Linked DNA regions of Gossypium hirsutum: region 2 is linked to region 1. Evidence: chromatin contacts called from public Hi-C data. All regions are on one chromosome and are shown on one strand. The core of a region is the stretch at or near the end of the contact, and the rest is flanking DNA. Distances in the headings are between cores, read along the strand shown. Region 1 has its middle 6.3 kb from the start of LOC107912471. Region 2 holds the start of LOC107912470 (probable E3 ubiquitin-protein ligase XERICO).

Region 1 (7,418 bases), core at 501-3,000:
TCATATTTTCAACGAAAATCCACTTAATCCTACTGTATGCTTTGGTCATGTCTAGTTTTAGAGCAAAATTACCCAATCCATATCTTTTCTTCTTAAAAGAGTACAATAATTCATATGCCACTAATATGTTATCTGTAATCTGTCTATCTAGGACAAAAGTGCCTTGTGCATCATCAATGTAGTAGCCAGGAGCCTTCCTAAATCTATTGACTATATATCTTTTGAGATTATTTTATAAACTACACTGTAAATGCTAATTGGCCTAAATTGTCCCATATTTTTTGGATTTTGAACTTCTGGAATTAGGACAATGTTGGTATCGTTAATTACACTTAATTCTTTTTGGTTGTTCAAAATTTCTTAACAGAATGATTATATGATCTTGAATTTTTAATGCTAAGCTAAAAGTAAAGAAAAATCCTTACAATTAATTAATTTTATTTTTCATGCCAAATAAAACCTGAAATTTTTCATCACATTTTTACCCAAACGATAAACAAGCAATTAATGGATTTTCCTTTGCTTTTAGCTTAGCATTGAAAGATTCAAGATTATATTTTTCATAGACAATTATTAAATATGAGTTATTCGAGTTGATTTTATTAAGAATAATATAGAAACATAAAATAAAATTTTACGATTTAGAAAGAGATTAAATTAGTTAATTTAATTATTTTCAATATTTTAGTAACAAATCGGTTGGCATTATCAAAATTCTTTTAACAATTTATTTAATTGATTTTTATGCTTTTTAAATTTAAAATTTCAATATTGAAAAAAATGAAATTGGGTGATCAAAATAAAAGTATAAACATGATGTGGCATGTATAGTCTAACTGTCGTTAGATATTTAGCGATTAGGTGATTAAAATGAAAGCATCTTAAAATTTGAATGATAAATTACAAGAATTTTATTTTGGGTGACCAAAATGAAAGTATTCTAAAAATTGAGTGACCAACTAGATCTTCATGATCAAAATAACACTCCTATATCTCATAACATGGGTTTTTTTAGGAATCTAACACTATAAGTTTAAAAAATTATGAAAATGACCCAATTTCAAGATTAATTATGAGAATTACCTGATTTCTATAGTAGAGTTGAGTGTTGCCACTTTCCCAGGTGACACCATCCTAAAAATATAAATAATAGTAATTTTTTAGTGCCGCCTAACAAATAGATAGAATTGGATTGAAACGTGTAGGGGCAAAATGTTCAAGGATTGGAGTAACTTTTTTTATATAATAATAAAATAATTTAATTGGTAATATTTAGTTACTCTTATGACTTACTTTAGTATAAAAAAAAAAGAAAAATTTTTGTAAAAATTATTACTCATATTTCTAATTACAAATTTAAATTTACATTAACTTTTTTATATCTAATTATTGTAATATATATCTCATGTTATTATATGAATAATTTGATTAGTTTAAACATGATATGAGAGCAAAAAGTGAAATGTTGAGATGTAGAAAAAAATCTTATTTTTTTAAAAAAAATTGATGGTTAGGTAATGATTAAGCCAAAAAAGTAAGTGGTATGGTCGGTTGATCAGATGTCATCGACTTTTACTATAGCAAATGTGTTATTTTCTTAAATAATTTTTTGTATAGATCATTTTCGTAATTAATTAATATGTTAAAGTATTTTTATATAAAATCTGAAATGCATTGATAACAGTGGGGTCCTCTCCTCCTGCCATATTTGGGTTTGAGTTTGACTTTAGTTGCTTTCCTGACATCAGGCAGTTTCTTATCCACACAAAATTGAAATAAAATCAACGTGTTCCACAGATGGCTTTCTCAGAAAAATAATATTAAAACAATAATTTATTATCTAAATAATGTCTAGGGTATACCCACTTAATCAATTTCCAAAGGATCTAAATTTGAACAGTTGGTGGTGACCGGTGATTTGGGTATAAAAATTTTAAAATTCAATATTATCTAAATTCAACTAGAACGATTGAACCAAAAATAGGTCGGGTATTAAACCGAGCTAAAAAATCGATTAAATCAACAATTGAATTAATTAGACTAATCGGTCTCCAAAATAGTTGACCTGATCGGTCAAAACAGATAATTGATAAAAAATATATATAAAAATTAGTTCAACAGTTAGTTCAATTGGTTCTTTTAGTTCGGTTCAATCAGTTCATACCGATTCATAGAACAATTAGATTTTAAAATTTTTAAACTTTTTAACCTTTAAAATTTTTTTGCCAATTTGGTACGTACCCTTTAAAATTACGTAACTTTTTAAATTATTTTTTCCATATTTTAAATAACATAAAATTTTTTAAAAACTCTTTAAAATTCAAAAATAAAAATATTTTTTAATATAAAAAAATCAAAATTCAATGGTATCTAAATCGGATTGGTTGAACCAAAAATCGTCTGGTATCATCCTGGTGAGAGGTAAACAATTGATTGACCCACCGATTTTTAGTCCAATTTAAATAAAATTTGAAATTTTTTTATATTTTCAAAATATTTAAATTTTCCATTTTTTATCTTAAAATTTTAAAGAGTTTTTATTTTTTATAATTTAAAAAAAATTATATCTTTTTAAAATATGAAAACAGTTTTCAAATGCCCAAATCGCCACAAACAATGCCAATCTGAGCCATTGGGAGACTAGAATTTTTTATTGCTCAAAATATATAATTTGAGTAAATAAAGGTGAGTTTATATTATTTAGATAATAAATTATTATTTTTGTAAAAAAGTTATTTGTAACTCATCCAAATGCAAACTCAACTCCCTCTCTTCCAAACAATATTACCACTTCTTTTATTAGAAAAAAAAATGTTTCTTTTGTGAATTTGGCAAAAAAAAAAAGTTGCAAATATGGATACACTTTCACGAATGTTTCCTTCAAATTTACACTAAAGTTTTCGAAGTCATATTACACTACCGGTTATCGATTTGAATAGTTAAATTAATTTGTTTAATAATTTATTAAAATTTATAAAACTTAAAAATATATATATTTCTAAAATTTTTTAATTTAATCTGTATTGATTTATGAATCAATTAAAGTTTTTAAAATCGAACTCATGATTAAATCAATTGGACCACTAATTCTTAATTTAATCGATCAAATCGATTCAACAAACAATTCGACCGATTCACAAATTAAAAAAAAACCTGAAAAATGAAAAAAAAAAAGAGAAATGAAAAAAAAAAACTAAAGAGAAAAAAAAGTCCGAAGTTAATCTCCCAAATGCAACAATTGTTACCATAGATACACCACCTACTTTTTAAATTTTATATTAATATTTATTGAAAAAGTCAAAAAGGTTGACCCCGTTAATTTTTTTTACCTATTATAAGATTGGGTAAACTACACCGATCATTCCTAAATTTTGTTTAAAATTATATTTTGGTCACTCAACCTTTAAAAGTTACATAATAGTCACTAACATTATTAAATTATTGCATTTTTGTCACTCAACTTTTCTATAGAGATATATAACTTTTATCAGTAATTCCATTTCATTTATATTATATTCTATATCATATATATTTTAAAATAAAACAAGGGCTCTAAAGAAATATCTCAAATAACAAAAAAAAGAAAGAATATCACTTTGATTTCATGCAAAAGGGACTTTTTGTTTTTATTTCCAATTTCCACGAACTGGATTGGTTAGTACCCGGTCGAGCTCATTTTCTTATTTGCAACTCAAATAATTCATTTTTTTTTCTATAATTCTACTATTTGACTATTAAATTTAGTTAAAAAAGTAATGTTGCACCTTAATTTAAAAGGTTAATAGTTAATTTGGTCCTTGAACTATAGTTAAAAAATCATTTTGGTATTTTTAAAATATCCTTAACAATAATTGTAAAAAATGTAAAAAGTCTTAAAAATAAATAATTCATACAAAAATCAATTGTAGCAAGGAAAAACAAAAAAATTGCAATTAGTTTTTCCACATCTAATCTCATAAAAAATCAAAATCTTTGAACTTTCACAAAAAGAATACATTAAATACTCATTCACTTTGATCTTACTTTTGTTTTTCATTTGCTTTGTTGTTTTACGCTCTTTTTATATTCATCTTTCTTTGCCTTTTCTTGTTTCTTTTCTCTTTTTTCATGCAGATTGGCATTGACTCCGCTCTTTCCAGATAATTAATATATATGTGTGTATTATTTATAGTTGAAAGAAGTTAAAATTTGAGAGAGCAAATGATGGGGTTGTAGAAGAAGAAGAGCATTTTGTATTATAAATTTTAAAAATCTAAAATTTCAAAATTGAAAGTCACTCAAAAACCTAATCAATCAAGTAATTGGAGTTACAAAAAAGAAAAGATGGGTTTAGAAAAGAAGTAGGGTGCTTTGTATTAGAAATTAAAAGAAAAAAAAAGCTCAAATTTCAATAAATGAAACTTACCAAAGAATTGAGGCAATATAATAGGACATTTTGCTCCTCTCTTTCCCTCTTCTTTTTTTTTCTCCTTTCTTTTCTTTTTTATAATTATCAAGAAAATATTATAAATAGACCATTGATAGTAGAAGTTTTTATGATTCTTAAAAATGAAAGCAATGTTGCAAGTCTAGATTTTGTTTTTTGAAAACTCGAGCAGCAACAATCGATCTAATAGTGGAATCTGAATCTTAAAAAAAACTAATTGAGATGTATTTTACTAGGACTTTGAGAATAAATAAAACAAAATAAATTTTGCAAAGCAAATTCTCGATAAAATAACATGAAGTTATTAATGTGATTAAAGGCATCCATCAGGGGTGGAAAACAAATCGAATTTAGTTTGAAATTTTTAAGATTTTTTATATAATAAAAAATTTCAAGAAATGTTAGTTTAATTTTTTTTAGTTTTAAATTTAATTTTTTTAGATTTGTACATATTTAAATAAAAATTATGCTTTTTTAATTATTTTTATAGATTTTTTAAATAAATTTTAAGGTAAATTACATATGTCACACCCCACAATATAAGGGGTTAGTTGTAATAAATAAGTAAGAAATAAGCTTTAGGCTTGATGGTTAAGTAGTTTATACATTCCTTAAAGGTATCTTTCCTTGATAGCAAGTTAATTTTACATGTTTAATGCAATCTATTTTTTGTCGATTTTTAATAGAATGCTACTAAGCTTTTGATTTCTTGCTTAAATTTTATCAGGGACGCAATTGGAGTGCTGAAGTTCAAAAACAAACAAAATCAGGCTAAATTGAAACAAAAAGCAAGTTGGGGGCTGAATTGAAAATTGCAGAATTATTTTTGGGCTAATAAAAAATCAAACTTTTGACTTTGACAAATTCTATATTTAGAAAATCTGATATTGTGGTTGGTTGTTAAGCATGATTCTAGGAGTAAATTATGTGAAATTAGTTATTTGCGAGGTGCATATAAGTATATAAAGACTTGTAATTGTGGTATTAGAACACACTTGAATTTAAAAAGGCAATTAGCATATTCTTGCGTCAAATATTTTGCCATTTCTTTCCTCTTTTTATACTTTGGTGCAATTTCCTTTTTAGTCCTCACTTTTCTCCACCTATTATCTTTCATTGAAATCCACTCTCATAATCTAATCAAGTATGATTAATTTCATGCTCAGCTAATCTCGTTTAGCTTTAGGCCAGTTATTATTCCGATCGAGAATCATGAGAAATGGACCCGTGCTAGAACCTTACGGCATGATATTCATTCTCTCTCCAGAATATGGGATAGTCACAATCGTCCCTTAAAGTTAATTCAATTTCAACTCAAAAAGTGCATGTTGGGTTGAAGTAGTTTGGCGTACAGTTGGGAAAACGAGATGGTCGTCTGCCGCGTTCGGGTTCTCACGAACAAATTGGCGTGTCCAGGTGGGAAAAGGCCTAGTGGATTCCGTCAAGGGAGACAGTGATCTGATTTAAACGATCCACGCGGTTGAGGTCATTAATTCGAGTTAGGCTCTTTTAGATCACAAGGCTGCCGAGATCTTAAATTGCGAACGCATGTTACGTGGTTAGATAGTCGGTAAGGGTTGGTTTGTAGGGCATACCAAAATCAAATGCACAAGGAAGAGTTAGCTGTTAAGGTATCATTGATCTCTATAACCAACTTATCGTTTCGAAGGAAAACTTCACTTTCAATGATTAACTCGAGTTTGTAATATTTTTAGTCTAAGGTTAAGAATTTGCACATTTGATTATCTAATTTAATTTCAGTTATTTAATTTTGTATTTATAATTCAATTAATATTTTGTTCTATTTATTTCTATATTTTTAACCCTAATAAACTAAAACCCAGTCGTTTTATTTTTCAGCACATCACGTTACAAGTCGTGAGCACGACAACTGCCACGACTTTGGTATCTGGTCCTGCAAAAAGCAATATTATGAATCCACGTCCCTGTGGGATTGACCCTGCTTCTCTATACTACTATTTAGTTTAGTTAGAATGTAGGAAATTTATATTTGGTGGCCTTGACAACTATCACTCCCATTAAAAAAAAATCAGCAAACTAGGATGAAAAATCACACTAAAATAAGTATTAATTGGAGGAAAAATTGAATAAGAATAGGCAACAGCTCAAATCATTAAACATGCTTGTTTCCCCCTCCCTTACCCAAGTTTGAACCACCCTTACCCAATCCTATTCTTTTATTATTTTTCAGCCAAAAATTTGGGAAAAGCACCCATGTCACACCTAGGGTTTCCAAACCTTAGATATTTAAGCAATTTATCTCCTAATTGGTTTTCAATTTCCCTTTTTTTCAAATCCTATTAGAAGTTGGTCCTTTTCTCTCCTTATATTTTCCCCCTTTATCCTTTTCATCCTATTCTTTACAACATATTTTCTCTCCATTGCCGGAATTATTTTTGCTTCCTGAAACATAATCAAATCTCGATTGAACCGTTTCCTATTGGATTCATAATTGCCATTAGCATCAACCTTAGTCTTAACCAAGAATCCGTAAGAATAACTCGATCCCAGTGTTTGAATTTGAATCTTCATAGAATTTTTATCTAACAATAATCTTACAAGTTACTAAATGATTTTTTTAGGTTTTATATCAAATCTTTTCATTAAACTTGATGAATCTTGATAAATCTTAGAAATAAAATGTTAACCCATGTGAAAATTATCATCTGAAGGACCCGATTTAGGTGCATCGGACCAGATTTAAGCGCGAGGAATGAGGTTTGAGATCTTGGAGATAAGTTTGTGTTCTTTTACAAGCGAATCGAGACAAATCGTGTAACACCCCTAACCCGTATACGTAAATGAATTAGGATTACGAGGCGTTATCGGACAAAACGCAACTTAACACAGACATTCCGTAGAATTCAAAAATTTTACATCTATGTTAAATTAGTCAAATATGAAGTAAGTATAATTATAAATTCTACTTTAATAAATTTAATTTTTTTTATAACAAAACATAACATTTCAG
Region 2 (7,349 bases), core at 3,419-5,918, 35 kb before region 1:
GCGTAGGTGGACAGTTTTATTATGAATAGTGAAAGGAATTGTTTTGATTTGTTTTAGTATTTGGAAAATTATTAATGTTCCCGGTTTGGACCCGAACCATTTCTATTGCATGATTTAGGGTCTCGATATTCATTTTTAGGGACATATTGAATGAACGTGAGTGAATTAATTTTAAAAGAAAATTTTTGTGCTCCAAACTAGTAAGTTAAGTTAGGTAATGCCTCGTGCTCGACTCCGGCAACGGTCTCGGGTAAGAGTTGTTACAGTGTAACTCACTGTCCACCAAGTAAAAGCCATGTGGGCATGTGTCCAGACTGTGTGTGGCCTTGATAGTGCAAGGTTCACACGGGCCAAGGACACGGGCATGTGTCCAGGCTATGTAGCTCACTGTTTACAAACTAAGGATCACATGCCCAGAGGACACAGCCATGTGAGACACACGGGCAAGCACACGGGTGTGTGCAGGCCGTGTGGGGCCGCACGGGTCAGCTACCTAGGCTGTGTGAGACCACATGGGTGTGTGGGCCAGTTTACAAAATTTTGCCATATCCCGAGCATCGCTCGAACCGAATACAAGCCTTCTGTGAGGCCATTTGAACTGAATTAAACTGTATAAACTGATTTTCTATGATCTGAAACTTGAGAACTGATTTTCAGTGTGTATTGTGTTTGATTAATGTTAATGGATTTGATTTATTGTATTCGAGTATGAGCGGTATTTGAGTATTCGCATAAAACTTTGTTTTAATTGTCATGTAAAGTTTGCATATGCATCGGGTGGGAATTGAATCAGGAGGAAGTATTCTGTTATGAAACTGTGGATAACTCATTAGTATTTATGTTCTAATCTGGCAGCTAGGCTGCATTATCTAAAACGTGTCAGACCGACACTGTATGGTGTGTAAGGCTGGAAGGGTAATAAATACCCTATTTTGTGTGTTAGGTTGGTCGAAGATGGTGTGTAGCAGCTGACATTAAGTAATTGCATCTGTTATGTTCTGCAACTGACTACAGTTTGAATTGTTATCTGTCTGTATGATTCTGATCTGTAACCGAATGAACTATTTCCTGATTCTGAATCAACATCTGCACTTGGATATCTTAATTTTACCAATACCCTATTGAATATATAAATAGTTGGTTCCTTTTGATATTTATTAATTCAATTATTGTTTAATGGATTTCAAGTAAATCACAGGCTTGAACGGGGTTATGCGTTTACATCTTTTAGTATTATTAATAATGTTAGTTGTATAGTAATTTCAGTTAGTTGGATGATAATCATGAAGTACTGATTTATCTTTATTAAAACTTTATATGACTTTAAAGGAGTTTTAATATAAAGTGTAGAGTGTGTCTTGATTGTCATACATTGTAACTCTCTAAGTTTGGCCTTGTCATTTAAGCCGGTTATGGGGTATTACAACGTGGTACAATTTCAAAGTGTCACGTTCAGTATTTTAACAACTAAACCAGTGGTTGAATAGGTTAGACCATCAATTCTCAATTCAACCAATTCAATAGGTTCGACCACTAGACCAACAATAAATAAAGAATTAAAAATCATAAAAATTAAAAAAATATTAAATTGGTTTAATTGTTGATTTTTTTATTATTTCAGTTTTCTATTTTTACTAATTTCAATCAGTTTCCTAGTCATTTGGTTCAATGCCTTTGTTTTAACCGTTATACCGATTAATTCTCTTCATTAAATCTTGACAAAATCTAAGTTTTAAGAGACAAAATGTATTCAGTTGTCAAGTTCAAGGACTAAAGTGGAAAAAGTACAAAATTAAACCTAATTGCCCAGCTCAAAAGCCAATAATTATATTATCCCATTTTTTTTATTCCCATAATATGTATAAAAATACTAAAATAATTATTTCTTAGATTTTATTTTGTGGGGACCTCGATATCGGTGGATGTCGAGTCTAACGTAAAGTTTTGACTACTAAGTTTCCTCGGGATCAAGGAGGGGACAAGGAAAGAGAATTTCGATTGGCGAGTCTAACTTTGTTCCTCAGCTCTCACAGGAGTTGAGTTTCATTTTTAATTTTTTGATTGCATTTTAAGTTAGTGTTTGGACTTCGACTCCTATCGGTGTCGAGGTTAGTTTAATATTGACTATTTTTTTTCTTTTTTCTTTTTTGTGAAAATATGTGTTAAGTCCATGTATTCATTATAAATTTAGAATTTAGTTATTCTACTTTTATTCATAGGACTTTAGTCCATCTATTTTTCAAATATCACAACTCAAGTCTAATTGTTAACGTTGTTAAAATTATTATATTAAATTCAAGTTCATTATAACGCCATTTTTTAATTACATCTCTACCAAGTGAGTATTTTTTTTAATTTCAAAATATCACACCAGCAAATTTAACAATATTAATATTTAGACCTAAAATTTGAAATCTAAAAAGTAAAAGGACTAAATTATTGGGAATAACAAGTATAAAGACTACATTCTAAATTTGTGAAGAGTATAAAGACTTATGACATAATTTAGATTTTTTTTAAAAATATTTCTCTTACTTTTTAATTTATTTTTTTCTTATAATATATATAAATTTCATATATAATATAATACAAAAACTTGATCATATTTTTCATGTTTATTTTATAATTCATATTCAAGATTCGTAATTGTTCAGTCTAATAATATCATCTCCAAAGTTTAAACTAAAATCCTCCTATCGAGAATATAATATACCTTACACCCAACCGCTTTTCAGTTAGAAAATATATTTTCATTCAGAGAGAAATTATACTTTCATCTTTTGGATCGGTGAAATCAACAAATCCTTCAAATTATTTGATCGAAATTAGTCTAGAAAAAGTACCCTGAAAATACACATTTCAAAAAAAAATACATAATGCATTAATCCTCTATAAAAATTGACAAAATATTAGGAGTGTAGTGAAAAGCTGGTAGACACCAATTTCTTAGTTGTTTTGGATATATTCGAGGATGAAGAAAAAAAAATCCTTACAACACTTTTTTGATATTTGTCTGAATATGCATCAAACTCCAAATATTTTATATGAAAGTAAAATTTATGATTCCTACGTTGACAAGATAGTTAGGGTCTTCACAGCTTTAGATGTGGATTGAATTCGAGTTACGTTACTCGTCTTACTGTTAGCGCTCCTCTATTAATTCACCCAAAAAAAAAATAAAACATATGAAGAGTTCGAGTGAGATGCATATATCATCAGAAACGGGTATCACAGGCCCATAACTCCCATATTAATCGCTGTACAATAAATACCTTCATCACGGTTGTACTATTCTCACCAAATGCAGGAAGCCTCTTGTTCATGCAGCAGAGGCGTCCGGCAATCCGGGCATGTAACCTTCTGATAATCCAACCACTTTTCCAAGCACACCTTGTGAAAGAGATGGCCGCAGGTCAAGCGATTAACCTCCGATTCCGGCTCAAATCGAGTCAGGCAAACCGAACATTCATACTCAGGTTGCTTGCAGCTACATATAGCATCAAACCTCATCGCTGGGGTTCTATTCCGGAACTCTTCCATGTAACTATCACAAGTTGTAGGGCTGAATTCGAATGATTCCGAGGGATTTTCGACAGAATCCGAGGATGGCGACGAAGACGCAATACCGACAATGTGAAGGATTGATTGGACAACACATAGCACTCCTTCTGATGGTGCTGGGAGACCTGAGAGACCCATTTTCAGTATCAAGGTCCCAATAATGGAACGGTAGATGCAAGAAGATAATTTCAGCTACTCTCTAGCTGAAATATATGACCTGTAAAACATAAAAACATCCATTAGAATACAAAACATAGAATTAGAAATCAATGCAAAAGTAATCGAATTACGCAAAGCAAAATGCTCAGGACTCTGCCAAGAGCCTTGACCGTTTTATGAGAATGTCTCAAAGTGCCTAAACAAGCGAAACCACAGAGTTTGAGTTAGCTAGCTCAAGAGGTTATAGTGTCGAGCCTAACTGTGCGCGAACTCAACAGAATCGGAAAGCAAAACGCCAAATAAGAATAATACTAACACGTTTTAATCCCAAAACTCACATGCAGAAAACATCAAAGACGAACAAAATCACTGATTAAAACACAAATAAACAACGAAGAAAAAAGACAAGGAAGAAGATCATTGTAATTGATTACGAAAATCACCTTTAAAGCAAGGGAGGGAAAATTTTACATAACCAGTGATGAATGATGAGTGGAAACCCTGGTAATCTGCAAGACAACCCATCATTCAATTAGGAAAAAGTGAGGTTATTGGAACATTTGTGGATAAGTACACCAAGAACTGTGATGTTTTTTCAATGAATTCAAATACCCAAAACCCAACAAAAAGAAAAATGCAACAACAAGGTGATATGAGATCTAATAATTTCAAGCATAATCAAAAGTTCCCATTTATATCTTCCATTTGCTGCATTATTTGAAAGGGGGGAAAAATCTTTAAATGCCCTCCAAAAAGGGGAAAGAGCAATCTCCAAGGAAGTTAAACTTACACAGGGTCAACTTTGCTGTGTAGAGGGCACCAAGGACAAGAACTAAACAAGATTATTTTTCATTAGAGCAATTTAAACATAGAGAAAGCTAATTTGGTTTTCTTTTAACAATAAAATGAAAATATGTAAGCATTTAAAATGTCTGGCAATGGCTGCTACTTATACAGCAATCCCCACCTTTAACTCTAATCCCCTTAACTATGGTTACTTTATATCATCAAACTTACTTCTACTTGAGTTTAGTTGTTGTAAAAATATATTTATTAAATGCTTATATACAAACAAATAATTATTATCAAAGAATATATATATCAAATAAATAAATTTTTAATTGAAATAATGAAATTAAATAATCTATTATGTTAATTTTTTTTACTTTTTTTTTGTAAATTTTATTATTTATATTTAACTTTGTAATAAATCTTTCTAATAATAAGGTTTTTAAAGTTCGAACCTATATTTTTTATTGAATCATTTATAATAATATAAAAAAATACAATATATTTAATAAGTTTTTTTATTCCTCAATTAAGTTAAAATCTAATGGATAAATATATGTCACTCTTTAACAATATTTTACGTACATATTTTACTTTCTCAACCTTAGGCTTTTAACTTGGTAAAAATATGTCATAAATAGATAAATCTTTAATTGAAGTAAATTAAAAGCTTAATTATAAGTTGTGCTTTTTTTTGTTCTTCGTGCTTATTTTATTTTTTATATTTAAAGTCAGTAATATTATTCTCAAAATTTAAACATAATACAATATATTTTACCACCGCTTATATTATAATAATATAAAAAATAAAAATATCTAAACCCATTCTTACATAAAGCAGCAAAAAGAGGGAAAACTGAATCTGCCATTTTTAGCTAAAAACAGTGGGAATAGCAAATCAAATGTTTTTTAATTTTAAAATAGTGTTTTCTTAGGCCAACTTGGAATTTTTTTAAAGTAAAGAGCAAAATGCGAATGGCAATTCATATGTCAGGAATGTTCTTCTCGTGAAAAACAATGAAGGCTCTCTTTTCATATCCTTTCTTTCTCAATAATTATCCAAAATAAATTATATTTTTATAGGATTGAATCTAAAATATTATAAAATTTAAAATTTTAATGTTATTATTTTAATAAAAAATTGATTTGTTCTTTTAGATAAATTCTACGTGTACTCTTGATTTAATGTGCAATTTAATATATAAATTTTGATTAGGTGCAATTATAAAACTGAAACTTTGTTTGTGATTCAAATATATACGTCAACTTTAATTTTGATTCAATCATACATATTTGAAGAAATAAATACATTAATATAATTATGTGTGTTTGCAATATATAAACATAAAATTAAACCATATTAATAATTGTATTAATAATTTATGATAATTGTTTCAAATCAAAATTTCATGTATAATAATTATAAATTAAACCAAAATTCATATTTAAATTCTAATTATAAATGTTCTATTCAACATTTTTATTCTTATTTTTTTAAAACCGTTTCACTTTATTTTAAACAAAATTAAATCTTAAAGGGAAAGTCTTCAAAAGAACTTTGTAAAGAAATAGTGATAAGTAACTCTTTATTTACTTAAAATTTTTTATGTTTTTATGAATTATAAAATGTGTTTAATAAATTAAATCATTAATAATTAATAATTTCAGTTGATTTAATTTTTTAAAGTAGTTATCAAACAACACATTTTAGGCTTAGAAAATTACTTGGGCAATAAAGAAGCTTGACGATATGATTTTAATAATCCGGTTTATGATTTTTTTTAAATTATGTGAATTTAATTAAGCAATAATATTTTATTGATCGAGTTGATTTGTGACTAGAAGTGTTTATAGGTTGGGCTAGGTCGGGTCTAAACATAATATTAATTTATTTTATGTTTTCCTAAGCCATGCCCAACTTGAAATATAAGCCTAAAATTTTACTTAAAGCTGCCCATATTAATTTTTAATTATTTTAAAAATATTTATATTGTTTTAATATAACATTTTATAATTTCATATATTTTTTCTATTTATTGAAAATTTTTATATAGTCATATTAACATTGTTTTAATGTTTACATTAGAGTAGTATTGTACATTTAGTATAAATTTTTTTAATGTGTTATAAATTACATAATATATAAAAAATAACAAAATATAAAGTATTATAAACATTAAAAACAAGCCCAATCCCAACTTATATTTAAACAGGCCTAATATTTTTACTCAAACTCTCCCAAAATTTGGACAGACTTTTAGACCTGAATGAGTAATTCGGCCCATGAACAAGTTTACTTGTGATACCACATCAGTAAATTAAATTATATGTAGTATAGATTAATTATTTAAATTTACACGGGAAACAATGATCTCATTTTTAAATTAATGTCTTTAAAAACATAAATAAATCTATTTAGAATTTCTTTTATCATTATAAAATTGGGGGTGAGAGAATAACAAAGCTTGAACTCGTGTTATCTAGATGCTAGATTGAAAGTTCTAACCATTGCTCCGAGTCTTGGCATAAATATATTCAGACTTGAAATGAAATGATTATGATAATTTGTGTACCTTATAAAATAAATTAAAACATGATATAAACTCTTATGAGAAAAATAATTAATGAAAACATATAAAATATTTATATATATTTACAATTATTTACGAATTTAACTGATTTGATATCACACATCAATTAAGTCTCAACTCGATTATAAAAATAACTGAAAAAAACAATAAATATTATTTTAAAATTTTATTTACATAAAATCTAAATAAATACAATTACACAATAAATTATAAACCCAAAACATCAAAATCAAAATCAAAATCATTTAA

Evidence for each region. Hi-C and Micro-C count contacts between places; a contact is called where the count stands out from the background.
Region 2: a Hi-C map of leaf shows a contact between it and region 1, with 1.8 times the contacts expected there. The contact joins the promoter of LOC107912470 here to the enhancer-like site in region 1. A contact is called at or near these places in 4 of 34 Hi-C or Micro-C datasets (fibers, leaf and petal).

Annotation. Positions count from the first base shown.
Region 1 is chrD11:15,693,308-15,700,725 of Gossypium_hirsutum_v2.1, reverse strand. No RefSeq gene overlaps it. Among protein-coding and RNA genes, the nearest start is that of LOC107912471, 6.3 kb to the left of the region's middle. Within about 2 kb of position 1,750, at least 3 of the 9 cell types and tissues checked have an H3K27ac peak or open chromatin away from gene starts, as enhancers often do. A contact at or near this core is called in leaf, where this site is marked.
Region 2 is chrD11:15,731,539-15,738,887 of Gossypium_hirsutum_v2.1, reverse strand. LOC107912470 (probable E3 ubiquitin-protein ligase XERICO) reads right to left here and starts at 4,668. Exons shown (of 3, transcript XR_005921155.1): 1 at 4,511-4,668; 2 at 4,164-4,229; 3 at 2,935-3,778.